Linked DNA regions of Sus scrofa: region 1 is linked to region 2. The links are chromatin contacts, called in public Hi-C maps. All regions are on one chromosome and are shown on one strand. The core of a region is the stretch at or near the end of the contact, and the rest is flanking DNA. Distances in the headings are between cores, read along the strand shown.

Evidence for each region. A called contact is a pair of places that touch in the nucleus more often than the background predicts.
Region 1: a Hi-C map of epiblast stem cells shows a contact between it and region 2, with 5 times the contacts expected there. The contact joins the promoter of PAX1 here to the promoter of NKX2-2 in region 2. A contact is called at or near these places in 2 of 47 Hi-C or Micro-C datasets (embryonic fibroblasts and epiblast stem cells).

What each region holds. Positions count from the first base shown.
Region 1 is chr17:29,416,442-29,423,271 of Sscrofa11.1, forward strand. It overlaps PAX1 (paired box protein Pax-1), which reads left to right and starts at 4,676. Exons shown (of 5, transcript XM_021078255.1): 1 at 4,676-4,689; 2 at 5,657-6,830. The coding sequence starts at 4,676.
Region 2 is chr17:29,277,687-29,284,012 of Sscrofa11.1, forward strand. It overlaps NKX2-2 (homeobox protein Nkx-2.2), which reads right to left and starts at 1,886. Exons shown (of 3, transcript XM_021077994.1): 1 at 360-1,886. The coding sequence starts at 618.

The sequences.
Region 1 (6,830 bases), core at 3,426-5,925, 140 kb after region 2:
CAGGAGCACTCTCTAGGCAGAGGGAGACGCTTGCCCGCAGATGCCTGGGCGCGTCATCGCATCTTGTAGGCAGACAAGCCACCACCCTCTCCATCGGAAATGCACCTTCTACCCCTGTACCGCTGTGGCCACTCTTAAGCTCTCTCCTCTTCCAAGGATACAGTCCCTGTACAGGAAATATGCCCCATGGACATTTTAAATTTCCCAAATATTTCCATTTTAATATTGCTGTTTAGACTCTTAGCACTGTCACATAAATATTTTGAAGAGGTCACTGCAGAGGTGGAATTTTGACCACTGTCTGGAGCCCTTTGCAAGCTTTTGGCTGATGGAAGAAAATGAAATAAATCTAATTAGACAGTATAGGTCATTTGATATAAGGGGAAATTAAGGCTTATCTGACTTGCCCAACACCAGGGAGAGGAGGGGAAGCCTGGAGATCTCCATGAGAGTAACCGGGCAAAAATTGCAGGGACACTGCACTTTCATAAGTTTCAAAGAAACCATTTCTTCCTACAAATGACACTAGTTTCCTGTAGTTAACTTTTAATCACCCATATGCAACATTTTAAATGTTTCTACGCCAAAAGAAATGTTATAAATGTGGTAGTCAGATCCCTGCATCACAGGGTAGGGAGTATTTTGGATTTTCTTTAGGGATGCTCCATTTCCCTTATTTATTTCTAGGGTGGGTTTCAGGGACTTTTTTTTTTTTTTTTTTTGTCTTTTGTCTTTTTTTAGGGCCGCACTCGCTGCATATGGAGGGTCCCAGGCTAGGGGTCCAATTGGAGCTGTGGCTGCCGGCCTACGCCAGAGCGAGAGCCACAGCAACACCAGATCCAAGTCAAGTCTGCAACCTACACCACAGCTCAATGACAACGCTGGATCCTTAATCCACTGAGCGAGGCTAGGGATTGAACGAGAAACCCCATGGTTCCTAAATTCATTTCCGCTGCGCCATGACGGGAACTCTGTTTTCTCATTCTTTTTTTCCTCCTTTATCTCTGAATGGAATCAGGTAACTGCTTTGTTATTCAGGTGGACAATATTCATCTCTTCTTGTTTGTCCACTTCATTTTACCAAAATGAAAAAATTTTCTTTGCCTCTCTCTCCTTGCATTTTCAAGGACATCTGGCCATCAGCCCCCAGTGTAGGGGAAAGAGCAAGCGCTCCTTCCCACCACTGCCAGCTCGACCTGGTTTTGCTAATAAACGTTTCCAGGCTGGCAAATAATATGCTAAGCTAGGCAACAAACTTCAAGGCCAGTGCCGTCACCAGCAGGACAACTGGAAACAAGCTGGAAGGTGTTTCTTTTTCTTGGGGCTCTTTAAAAATGCTAACTGGCACCATTTCCAGCACCTTACAGTTGGGGTCAGGGGACTCTGTGTGTCCTAGGAGCGGCAGGTGCAAGGATAAGGCACCCACCCCCTTCCCTGCAAGTCCACCGGGCTGACCTGAAAAGGAGGAAGCTCTCCCTCCTCCCCTCCCCCCAGACCCCCACCCCGACCCCCACCCCTCACCACCGCGGTCCCTCCGGTGGCTGCTTTATCTCAGTCCCCTTTCCCTGGGAGCTAGTTCGTTCCCTGGGGTTTGCAATTCTCTGATTTGGGTCATTTCTCCCTTTATCTCCGCTCAGCTGGTCGCTTCTTACTCATTACAGTTTTTCTTTTTCTTATTTTCTTTTTAGGCCGCGGGGGGGGGGGGGCTATGGGGCTCCCAGGCGAGGCGGACCAGGAATTAGACCCGAGATCCGAGCTGCAGTCGCGACCTAAGCCGCACGCCGGATCCTTAACCCACGGTGCCAGGCTGGGGAATCTAACCTGCGTCCTAGCGCTCCCAAGACGCCGCCAATCCCTTTGCACAACATCGGTAGTTTCTACTCGTTACTATTTTTTAAGGGTGGTGTGCAGGATCACCTTTACAAAACGTGTGTGTGTGTGTGTGTGTGTGTGTGTGTGTCGCGGGGGCACAATATAACCTGGTGCATAAAGTGCGTTTGTAGCCTGCCCTAGTTTTTTAAAAAGCAAATTTTAAAAGAAAGTGAAGCAATTTTGCTTGACTTTGCTTTCCAACTACACGACCCACGGCACAGTGCTCTTAAAATCACAGCGAAAGCGCGGGGCCTGCGCGGAGCCAGGACTCCCCCGGAGCGCTCGCGGGCTCGCAGGCCTGGGGGCGCCGGCCCGAGAGAGGACCTGGGATCCGTCCCTGCTCGCTGTCTCGGGGCCCGCGCTGGTCCTGCGGCCCCGTTGGGAGGGGGCTGGGTACCGGCTTTCGTCTTTCGTCAGCGCCTCGAGGCCCCTGAGCCTCCTCGGAGGGAGATGCTGCCTCTGTTTTCTGCGCTCTAGTCCTTCCCGGTCGCCGACCCGGAGGGCGCCCGGCCGGGTGGTGGCTTCTTCAGCCCCGCGGCCCCTGAATGGAACTAACTTACAACGGTTTAGGTTTCTTCTGAAGCCATTGCAATGCGCGGCTCCAGGGACACCCGGGCCTAGAACGACCTGCACATTCGTTTGCACTCAAATAACTCCCCGAAACATTTCCACCAAAAACCAAAGCGACGCAGAAGACGTAAAGGACGACTTTGTCCAGGACCTCTATCTCGCAGCCTTAACTTTCGGGTGCTGGGCTCAGGCGGCAAACAGTACTAGAGACACCCGCAGCCCCCGGGAGGCACCTCTTCCCGCCTCTTTGCTTCACGCTTTTGGCAGGAGTTGCCTCTCCGTTTTCTGCCCCAGGAAACCTGCCTCAGTCCCCGAGGCTACTCAGGGACCCTCGAATCTATCCTCCGCCCTCCCCGCGTCCAGTCCCAGCTGGACGCGTCGTCTCACTGGTCCCCGCCGGCGCCCTTAGCTTGGCGGCTGCGGGTCCGCGGGAGCCGCTCTGCACTTTGTTCCACGCTGCGCGCCCCGGGCGCTCAAAACAGCGGAGCCAAACCCAGCCCAGCGAGCTTTTTACCTCCGCGCGCTCAGCGCCGACCTCGTCGCCGCCCCCGGCCATGGAGGAGACCAAGCTGTATCCCGAGAGGAGGAAAAGACTTTTCCTTTACTTCTGCAAGCCCACCTTTGGGCCACCTCACCCCCAGCCCAGCCTCCCGCGCAGCAGCCGGTGGAGCCGAGCCGCGGGCCGACAGGGGGCGACAAACTGTAAGCTTTTTCGTGGCGGGCCGGGAGCCGGCTGCAGCCAGCGCTGTGTGGTCCTGCAGGCGGCAACTGAAGGCTCGGAGGGGTAGGGGTGGGAGGGATATGGGATGTCAAGTAAGATCTGGCGGGCTCCCGCACCCCAGAGAACCCCCGGGCGCAATCCTCCTGGTATCTCCTCCTGCTCTGGAAGGGCTGAGGGGAAAAGATGCGTCCTGGGTCTCGGGTTGCACCTCCTTGCCCGCGCCCCGCGGTCTACCGGCACAGATAGGGGGATGCTCCCTCGACAGGACAGTTGGAGCGAACCAGCTCCCATCGCGGCACCCCAGCTTTATTTGCTCTTCTCAGAGCGCAACTACAGCGGGGAGAAATGGCTGGAGCTGCTTCGCCTTATCTTGAGGATGCCCCCGGGGTTATGGGAGTTGCGTTTCCCAGGTCTAGGAATAAAATTTTTTGGTTTCTGGCACCCCACTCGAAATTCAGGCAACGAAAGTCTAGCTCAAGGGCTAACTGGTTCCAAACCACCCGGAGAGAACTGAAGGGGCGCATTCCACTCCCCGAGGTTCCGGGAGCCCTAGGTCCACTGAGTGCTCAGCGTTCTGCTCTGCGCCCTTGCAGAGTTCCTGTTTCCCATTTGCCCACCTAAGTCCAAACCACCCTTTCCCCTTTCCCAACCGACCCTGCGCAGTCCTGGACCGGCCTAACTTCCAAATAGCCCCCACCTCTCACCCTTGTACTGCCTCTCCTTTTCCCATTCCCTGCGTCCTCCCTGAAGCACCTGGAGGCCGAGGCTGCAATATGTTTTGTGTGCTGTGGGAGTTCACCTCTTTTGAACTCGGGTATTCTTTTTCCAGGGAAAATTATTGGAGTTATCTGCTGGGGCCTGCAGCACTCCCTCCTAAGGGCCGGGATTTATCATTCAGCCCATAATTGACACATTCAGGTGGATTAGGACGCTTTCAGGTCCCGCAGCGGAGAGAAAGGAGTCAGGGACTGGGTGGTCACTGCTCCCAAGGCCGAACTGAACGGGTCCATCTGTGCCTCCATCAGCATCATTGTGCAGGAGCTCTGAGCCACTCTCCCCCCACCCCCAGCTCAGGGGTGGAGGGGCTCTTCCCTCCTCCTGAGGAGTGCATGGTAGTCCTGGGAACCAGGGTTTTTCTAGACTCCGGGCTAGGCACCCCTTCCTGTTACTCAGGGCCCATTCCTGCTATTCCATATGCAGCCCAAAGCCCTTTGCTCTTACTGGCCCAAAGTTCAAAACCCACAGGTCCTGGCCTGGGAGTCAGTTCAGCACAAAGCTAGGAGCCCTTTCCCTTCACCTGCTCTCTCCTGGACCCCACTTGGAAGTTTCTTTGGGCCTATCACAGTTAGGGCCGACCACACCCTGGGAAATCTACAACTTGGTGTTGATGCAAGGTAAATGTAGAGGAAAGAGTTAATGCTGAGGCCAAAGAGTTCAGAGCTGTGCAAACCCTGCTTATATGAAGGGGAAAGGACCATTCAGTGGTTTAACAAAGACTCCTGGAAGCCGAGGATGCTGGTTGAAAGGTGAGGCCAGCCGGCTCAGCTTGGGAGGGTGCGGGCTTCTGACTTGGGATAAAAGAACTGTCCTTCAGGCCTAGAGCAGGAGCTACAGCATGGGGTCTTTGGCGCCACCAGGATGCCCTTGGGGTCCAGTCAGGGGGGAGGAAGAGGGTGTCCTTGTTCCGGGGCCAGCAGGTCAGAATCCTTTCCCACCTGAGTCCTGTGTCACCTCTCAGAGAAATGAGTTCAAAAGGGTGGGCCTCTTTGCAGAAAGACAGAATTTAGAATGTGCCCCTTGCATGACTGAAATCACACTACCCCCCCCCAAATTGGGTGGCTGTTAAACACTGCAGATATTTTTTGAGAGTGAGATTGGCGTGTCATCCAGAAATGGGACAGGCAGGAGTCACTCCACGGAAAGTGTCTTGAACCCTCCTCACGGGGGCTCTGCTCTAAGCTGGGTTCCCACTGGTTGCCCAGGAGTTGGGGGGGGGGGCTGGGGCGCTGGCACCCCTCTTCCCCTGCCCCGCACCCATCGCCTTGCCCAGATTCACTTTAATCCTGGGATGTTTTAGCAGTTATGACAGCGGAGGTGAGTCATAAAACTAAAACCAAAACTAGTACTAGTGCTAATAAATACTCATCAGTTTGAACCGAGTAACCCATCATTCTCAAAACGCAAGGGGGTAAGGGGCTTCAAGGGGACTAGAGCAAGTGGAAGGTCCCAGGCCCAGCTGGGATTTGGGTGTGTGTGTGTGTGTGTGTGTGTGCGTGCGTGTGCATGTGTGTGTGTGTGTGTGTGTGTGTAGGGGGATGGGTTCCGAAGGAGGGCCGAGGGGGGAGGACGCGAGAAGGGGGTAGGGTTTCGGGGCGGGGAGGGGGCCGCCGGGGCGCGGTGACGGGAACCAATGAGCTGCCAACTGGCGCGTCTCCGGCGTGACTGCCGAGATTGACGTGGAGGACACGTCAAATTGATCCCCGCTCTCCGCAGCCTCCCGGTCAGACGAATTTCTCCTAATCGGATGAAGTTCACCCTAGGCCTGGGGTCGCGGGCGTGGAGAGTGTCCTGGGAGCGGGCGGCGGCGGCGGCGGCGGGCCCAGGGACGGGCGGCGGCGCGCTCGGCGGCGGCGCCCGGCGCTCTTCCAGCCCGCGGCCCGGCCGCCGCGGCTCTCGGCTCGCGCGCGCCCTCCCTCTATGCCTCTCCCGCGGCTGCGGCGCCCGAGCTCTCCCGGACCGCGCCGGGCCCAGTCCCGGCCGCCTCGGCGCCAGGCAGCTGGCCCGCCCGCGCGCCATGGGTAAGGGGCAGGCGGACGAGGCGGGGGGTGTCCCGGCGCCTCCCTTCCCTCGCGCCCGCCGTGCCCGGGAGCCCGGGTCCCTGAGCAGCCGCGTTCTCCGCACGCCGCCAGTCCCGGGGAGGGGGGCGTTCGGCGTGTCGCGGGGAGGGGATGTCCCAAGTAGACGCGTCAAAAGTCGCGAAACGGCACGGAGGGCTGAAGCGCGCGGCGCCTGCGCCCCTGCCCACTCCCGGAGCCGGCCCCGGTCCGTTCGCTCTGACTCAGAGGACCCACCGGTCACCTTCGGAGGCGCCCCGGGTGCAGCCCCTGTCCCCGCAAGACCACCCTCGGCTAACCCGCCGGTGTTCTCTCCCCTCCCCTCACTCTCGTCGGGCGCGTCCGCAGAGCAGACGTACGGCGAGGTGAATCAGCTGGGCGGTGTGTTTGTCAACGGCCGGCCCCTGCCCAACGCCATCCGCCTGCGCATCGTGGAGCTGGCGCAGCTGGGTATCCGACCCTGTGACATCAGCCGGCAGCTTCGCGTCTCCCACGGCTGCGTGAGCAAGATCCTGGCGCGCTACAACGAGACGGGCTCCATCCTGCCCGGGGCCATCGGGGGCAGCAAACCCCGTGTCACCACTCCCAACGTGGTCAAGCACATCCGGGACTACAAGCAGGGCGACCCCGGCATCTTTGCCTGGGAAATCCGCGACCGGCTGCTGGCCGATGGCGTCTGCGACAAGTACAACGTGCCCTCTGTGAGTTCCATCAGCCGCATCCTGCGCAATAAAATCGGCAGCCTGGCTCAGCCCGGGCCCTACGAGGCGAGCAAGCAGCCGCCGCCGCAGCCTGCTCTGCCTTACAACCACATCTACCAGTATCCCTACCCC
Region 2 (6,326 bases), core at 636-3,135:
TCCAGGCCAGTCCCTCCCGGCTGTCGGAATGGGGGAGGGGGCTCGGGCCAGAGCCGTCAGTCCCGGTTGACGTCTGTAACCAGCCCTTGGGAGGTATTCCCCTCCCCCTCTTCTTCCTAATTTCTCTTTTTTGGGGAAAAAAAAAAATCCGAGTCCAAGTCTTTTTCCTGGACCAGAGGGGCTTGACGAGGAGGGAAGAGTTGGGGCATCGTAAACAAGCGTTAAAAATCTTTCCCGGGGCGCAGGGTACGGGCTGTGGTTTACAAGGCTCCTTCCCGTTTCCCCCCGGCATCCGGCTCAGGCTGCGGCCACAGGAATAGAGGCGGTCACAGCCGCCGCGGCCAAGTTTCGCTACTTACGGGAGTACTGGAGACCTTCGGTGCTGGCCAGCCAGCGCGTGTACGGGTTGTCGCTGCTGTCGTAGAAGGGGTTTTTCAGGGGCAGGCTCTGCACGGTGTCCAGGGCGCCCGGCCCCAGCGGCCCGGCCCTCTTGGCGGGCTCCCGCCCCTCACTTTCCTCCTCGGGCCCTTCGGCCACCGAGCCCTCCTCATCGTTGGTGTCTGGCAGGTCCAAGATGTCCTTGACCGAAAACCCCGTCTTCGTGTTGGTCAGCGACATGGCCGGGACCCCGCAATTTATGCCGCAAAGTTGTAGCTTCACTTGGTCAATTCGTGGCGCTCTCAGTCGGGGCGGGGGAGGGGATATGGGGAGAGGGGTTGGGGGAGGGGAGGGGGGATGGGCTTTAATTATTGAGATTATTATGTTTAGGAAAGAGAAAGAAACTCTGGGAAAGGGTGGGGAGGAAAAGAAAAAAAAAAAAGAAAAAAGCCCAACGCGTTGCCTATGTCTTCTCTGCAAGCACTCGGAAATGGACGCGGGGAGTCGGGCGGCCTGCGCGCCGAGCGCCGCCGGCCGGGCCCGAGTTTGTAACTCCAGGAGGGGTGCCAAGGCGGCGTCAGCTCCGGCTCCGGCGGCCGCTCGGCGCGCGGTGGCGGCTGGTGGCGAGGAAAAAATGGGCCATTGCCCGAGCGATCAGTCCATATAAGGCTGGGCTCCACTCACGAACCTGGGGAGAGGGGGGGAAGAGGGGGAGAAAGAGAGGGAGGGAAAGAGAGAGAGAGAGAGAGAGAGGGAGGGGGAGCGAGAGAGGGAGCGAGAGAAGGGTGGAAAAAAGGAGGGGGGAGACATTAAAACGCAAAGGTTGGACACGTGTGGGCGGGTCTTGGAAGTCAAGTGGATGAAGACTGTATTTGCAGATGTGAAATTGTGGGTTTTGGGGAGCTCCGCGCTCCCAGCCAACGGCCCTCTAGAGCAAGATGAGAGGTGTAACGTGTCAATTAATTGCAAAGACGGGGCGAGCCTTTTTTTAACCCAGTATTTACATACAAAGGACCACCGCGTCGCTCGCGAGTCCACACACTTGAAAGGGCCGTTTTAACAAATTGCATCTTAAAAAAAAAAAAAAAGCGGGGGAGGAGGAAAGAAAACAAAACAGAAACCCGGAGGAGGAGAGGAAAAAAGAATCCTCCTTAACATTCACCGGTTCCTCCCTCCCCGCCCCCGCGCGCCCGCCCCCAGCAAGCCGGAAAATTGGCGATTTGTGGCGCCTTTGGAAAAGGGGGAGGGGGCGAAAGCTGAGCCGCGGAAATCTCTCCTTCCCATCGCTGGCGGTTCCCTAAACAAGATCCGGTTCAAATGGCAAGAGCCCAACTTCTGTAAGCCTCCTAGGTCAATATTTTGGTTGAGGCTTAAGGATGAGTACTAGAAATGACAAGGCAAGTAATTGATTCTAGTTAACGCAGAAAGAGCCCGAAACCCAGGAGAGGGATCGCCTCGGGGCTGGCCGGAGCCACCACCAATCGACCCCCCCGCCCGCCCCGCCACCCTTTATTTGCTAAAGACATTTATTTCTTTCTCCTCGCCTCCCCTCTACCCCTCCAGCCCTGAGCGTCCGAGCAGGACCGAGCAGTTCACTTTCTGCTACGCGGGCGCCCGGGGAGGGGCGGTGGGGGTGGGGAGGTCTCACTCTGGCCGCGCTCGGCCAGGGCCCTGCTGCCTCCCAGCCCCGCGGGCCGCCTCTCCGGGTGGAGGCAAGGGCAGACGGCCCCGCGCCCTCCCTGCCCCCTATTATGCCTCCCTCTCCAGCCTCCGGCGGCAGTGGAGCGGCGGGAAGCGAGAGGGGAGGGCTGACGGGGCGGGGGCGCAGTCTCCGGCCCGGGTGAGGGCCCCGAAAACCGCGGGGGAGGGGGTCTTAGGGCGGGAGGTGGTGCGGCGATTTCTCCTGAGTTTTCTTCATCCTCGCGATTCCTTTCGGACGCCCCAGAGGCGCGTTCTGGGGATGCACCCCAGCTTCCTAGCTGGACTGAGGTTTGTGTGCAGGTCCCCACCCCTCGCCCGCCTGGGAACTGAACTTTCTCGGGACCACACCTCCTCCTCCCAGCCGCCGAGGACAAGTCCACGCCGCACTGCCCACCCCTCCTTCCAGATTTGGGGGGGGGTGCTACCTGATGCTCGTCCGCCCCAGAGGAGCTTCGGGACGGTGCTTTGCCTGGGGGCGGGGAGGGGCGGGAAAGGCCGCCGCGGGAGTTGGGGTTTGGCCACCCCCTTGGCCCTCCGCCGGGGCGCTTTCTCGCCGGCCGAGCGCAGCACCCGGGCGCCTGTCCTTCCCGGGCTCAGCTGCGGCCGCCGCGCCCCAGTCGCCCCCGAGTTGCCAGCGCCCGGCGAGGGCGCCTCTCCCCGAGCCGCTGGGCGGCTTTCTGCAGCCCTCGCTGCCTCGCCCCCAGTATGTGACGTGGGTGACAATGGCCCAGGTTAGAGCGAGCCCCTCGTCGGCGCGTCCTGGGTGGTCGGACCCGGGCAAACACAAATACAAACCGATTGCTAAGCTGCGGACAATGAGCGAAATGTAGACAAATGTCCCGCTCCCGTTGGAAGCCTTTGTCCCGGCTCGGTTTTTGCATTTATTTCAGTGGCGAAATAATACATGATTGACGCTCTCTTTCAATGTGTCCTAACTGTTTGGAATAAATCTAAGGTTGTTCCTAGTTGTCATGGCATTCAACCCTTTTCAATGGACTATCTCTTCATTCATTTCTGAATCCGTCCACAATATTAAGGAAACCCCTTCATGTCGACGCTCCCCATTCCTCTCTTTCTCCTCCTACTTTTCCTTTTCTCCTTTCTCCCCCTCCTTCCCCCCTTTTTTCCCTGCAAGAATTAGAAAGTGGTTTGAATCGTGTTCCTCGAACCCATTACTTTTCGTGCTTTTTCCCCTTTTCTCTTTCCAGTCTGCCTTTCCCAGCCTCCCTCTGCCGCGCCTCCCTCTCCCCCCCTTCACTGGGGAGCTCCCTGCCCCGCGCAGCCTGGAGGAGGGAAGTTGGGTCTCCAGGCGTGGCGGGGGCCCACAGTTTGGAAACAGAGGCTGTCTGGCCTGCCCTGGCCATTGTTACTCAGCTGCTAAATAAATAACTGGTGAGGAAAAGTTCCTCAACCCAAGCTTTGCAGAAAAATAATCATCCCGGTCCCTCTCTTATTCCTCTGTCCCAAGGGAGGGCTGTCTCTTGGGGATCAGCATCCGCAATGGAGAAGGACCAAAAGTAAGTCTGGTTGGGCCAGGCCAATTCCTGGGCCCCTTTTGGTCCTGGGTCCCTTTTGGCAAAAGTGTCCCTTTTGTATATCCCCTGAACCATCTTTGGAAGGGGTGTCCCCGGACCCATCCCTGGAGCCTGCTCCTTTCTTACCTTGGAACTACCCAGCTGGTAAATTCTCCCTTCCCTCACGTTGATTAGGTCCCTCCCCAATCCCCCAAGTCAGCTCGTTGGGCAGAGCACCCGGGAGACAACCCTTCTCCCACAGGGGAGTCCAGGCTCCCCGGAATTGATCCCGGAGAGGGGGCGCTGACAATGGCCCCTAAGGAGGCCCCAGGCCCAGTTCACGGAGGTGGGGGGGGGGCTCCGCCCAGGGCCAGCCCCTTGGCCTCATTCGCACCTTAGGTCGCAAGGGTCCCTTCCCTGAGCACTTAAGGGGCCACACACCCCCGCCTGAGCAGGCCATTCTGGGTCTCTGATCCCTCCTCCACCCTCACCTCAGGTACTTTTCCTGCCCCAGACCTTGAAGCCAGCGGTGCCGGGAGGGAGTGGGAGGGGACCTCTGCCTGGCCTCCCACAGCGGTGCTCAGCCCCCTATGGAGTCTGATCCACTGTGCTCGGGGTCTCCCTCCTGGGACCTCAAATCCATTTTGCCCAGCGCTTGGTAGCCCATGCAGTTCCCGAGTCCGCTTCCAAAGCGCTGACATTTGCAATTGAAAAGGCGCAGGGAGACCACTGGGAGGCCCGTAATTGAAGGGGAGAAACTCTGCTTGTTAGAGGAAGATCATAAAATGCAAGTCCCTTGGGAGAGGCCTGTGGGCAGACGCAGGGAGGCCGGCTGGGGGACCAGCTGGCAGCCGGGGGGGCAGGTCCGGTGCCCAAAGCACACTCCAGGGTCTCCCGAATTTCATGTGTCCCGAAGCGCGGGGCCAAGCACCAAATGCACCTTTCCACACAAATGAAACAGGTGATTGCATCCGTAGGGCTCCCCAAGAGGTCCGATGGGGGCACCTCGGCCTGACATTTTCCAGCTGGGGTCTCCTCCCAGAAGGCTGAGAGGGTAGAGCCCCGGGTCCCCTCCCTGGTGCTTAATGTCTTGCCATCTGCGCCATGTCAGCTCTGGACATAGCTGTGTTCTCTGGCACCAGTTCATCTGGACTGAGATGTGCTCTGATCTCCCCAGCTGGGATTCTTTCGTAAATTCTTCCTGGGTTCCACCTTGCAGCCAGGAAAGGACAAAGTCCTGGGTTCCATCGTGTTTGCGTTGGGGCTCTGCCGCTGTCGACAAGAGAGCGCTTGAGCTGCTTTGAACTTGAGGAGAAGTTGAGATGGATGCTAGACATTTAACTGCAGCTGTTCTGGGCCGGTGGGAGACCCGCTTAACTCTTTTTGGTGTGTGACCCCACCCAGTACCCCTGCCAGAGTCATAGAGCAGTCAGAACCCACTGCCCCATTCTCTCTGCCGGCCTTGGGGCTCCAGGTTCCTTACAAACCTCCAGCTCTACATCCATCCTTCCCACGTTTAGGAGGGGCTCAGAGGGTCACAGGCCCTGAGGGGAAGTGGAGGAAGGGGTGGGGGGAGAGAATCTTCCTCCCTGGATGCTAGAAGAAACCTTCTTAGGAGGCTTCTCAGGCCTCTACGCTCCTCTCTGCCGCTCCGGGTCCAGGAAGGACAGAAGTGCAGGGGCTGCAGAGCGCGGGGGAGTGAATGTACACAGGCTAAGTGGCCCCACTCCAGGACAAGTGGCCCTTCAAGTCGGCCCAGTGTTTACCTGTTTACTTTCCCAGGTAGCTCAAACAGGAGCACCTTTTCTGAGTTCCAGGGCCGGGGGTGGGGGTGGGGGTGGGTGGGGGGCCCTGGTGCAGTCCATGTCCCCCGCTCCTGCTCCTTGCATGCATGCACCCCAGCTTGATGCCCCCTATGGGGGAGGGGTGAGCTCCACACAGCAGCAGACAAGGCAAGAAGGGAAGATACTTTGGAAAGGGGCCTGGGCACACCATGCATGGGAGCCTGGCTTGGTGCACCTGTGGGTGAGGCAGGTGTGCACGCGACACCCAGCACCGCCCCCCCCCACACCATCCTTCTCTCTCCGAAGGTCTCTTGGCTTGAAGGCCACTTGGGAGGCATTCTGCTCACATCCTTCCCCTTTTAGGCTGGTGAGAGCTTGCTGGGAAGGTGCCCCCTCCGGAAGAGGTCAGGACAGAGACAGTCCTGGGGTGGGGGACACCTGGAGGGCCCACTCTAAAGGGGGGCGGCCTTGAGGAGCCCCAAGCCTCAGCAGCCCCAAGCAGCACCCCAGGCCCTCCCCATCCACAAAAGCATGTCCAGTCATTAAAAATACATGGTCTTCCCCGTTATTTGGAAACACTAATTTGACTTCATTTCTTTTCTTTCTCTTTGGGAATGAAAAGAGGTTGAAAAGAAACTCTTTCCCTGGTACAGTGCGTGGCTGGGCTCTCAGCCCCCGCACATCCTGTCTCAGATAACGGCCCTTCAAGTGGATTAGTTTATTGTCTGGTTAGCGCCAAGGTGCAAGCATTTGTCTTCAGCCACTCCAGAAACAAAGCCGGTTGCACCTTCCTTCTCCGTGAGGCTCAGCAGCAGGGACACAAAGGTTTTGTTGGGGGGGGGGGCTTTTCTCTGGGGTTGGAGACTCGGAGCACGGCCTGCACTCGAAATCAATGGGGAAAGAAAATGTCTCCCAGTCTGGTCCCCAAGCCTGGCAAGGAAGTCGCCCA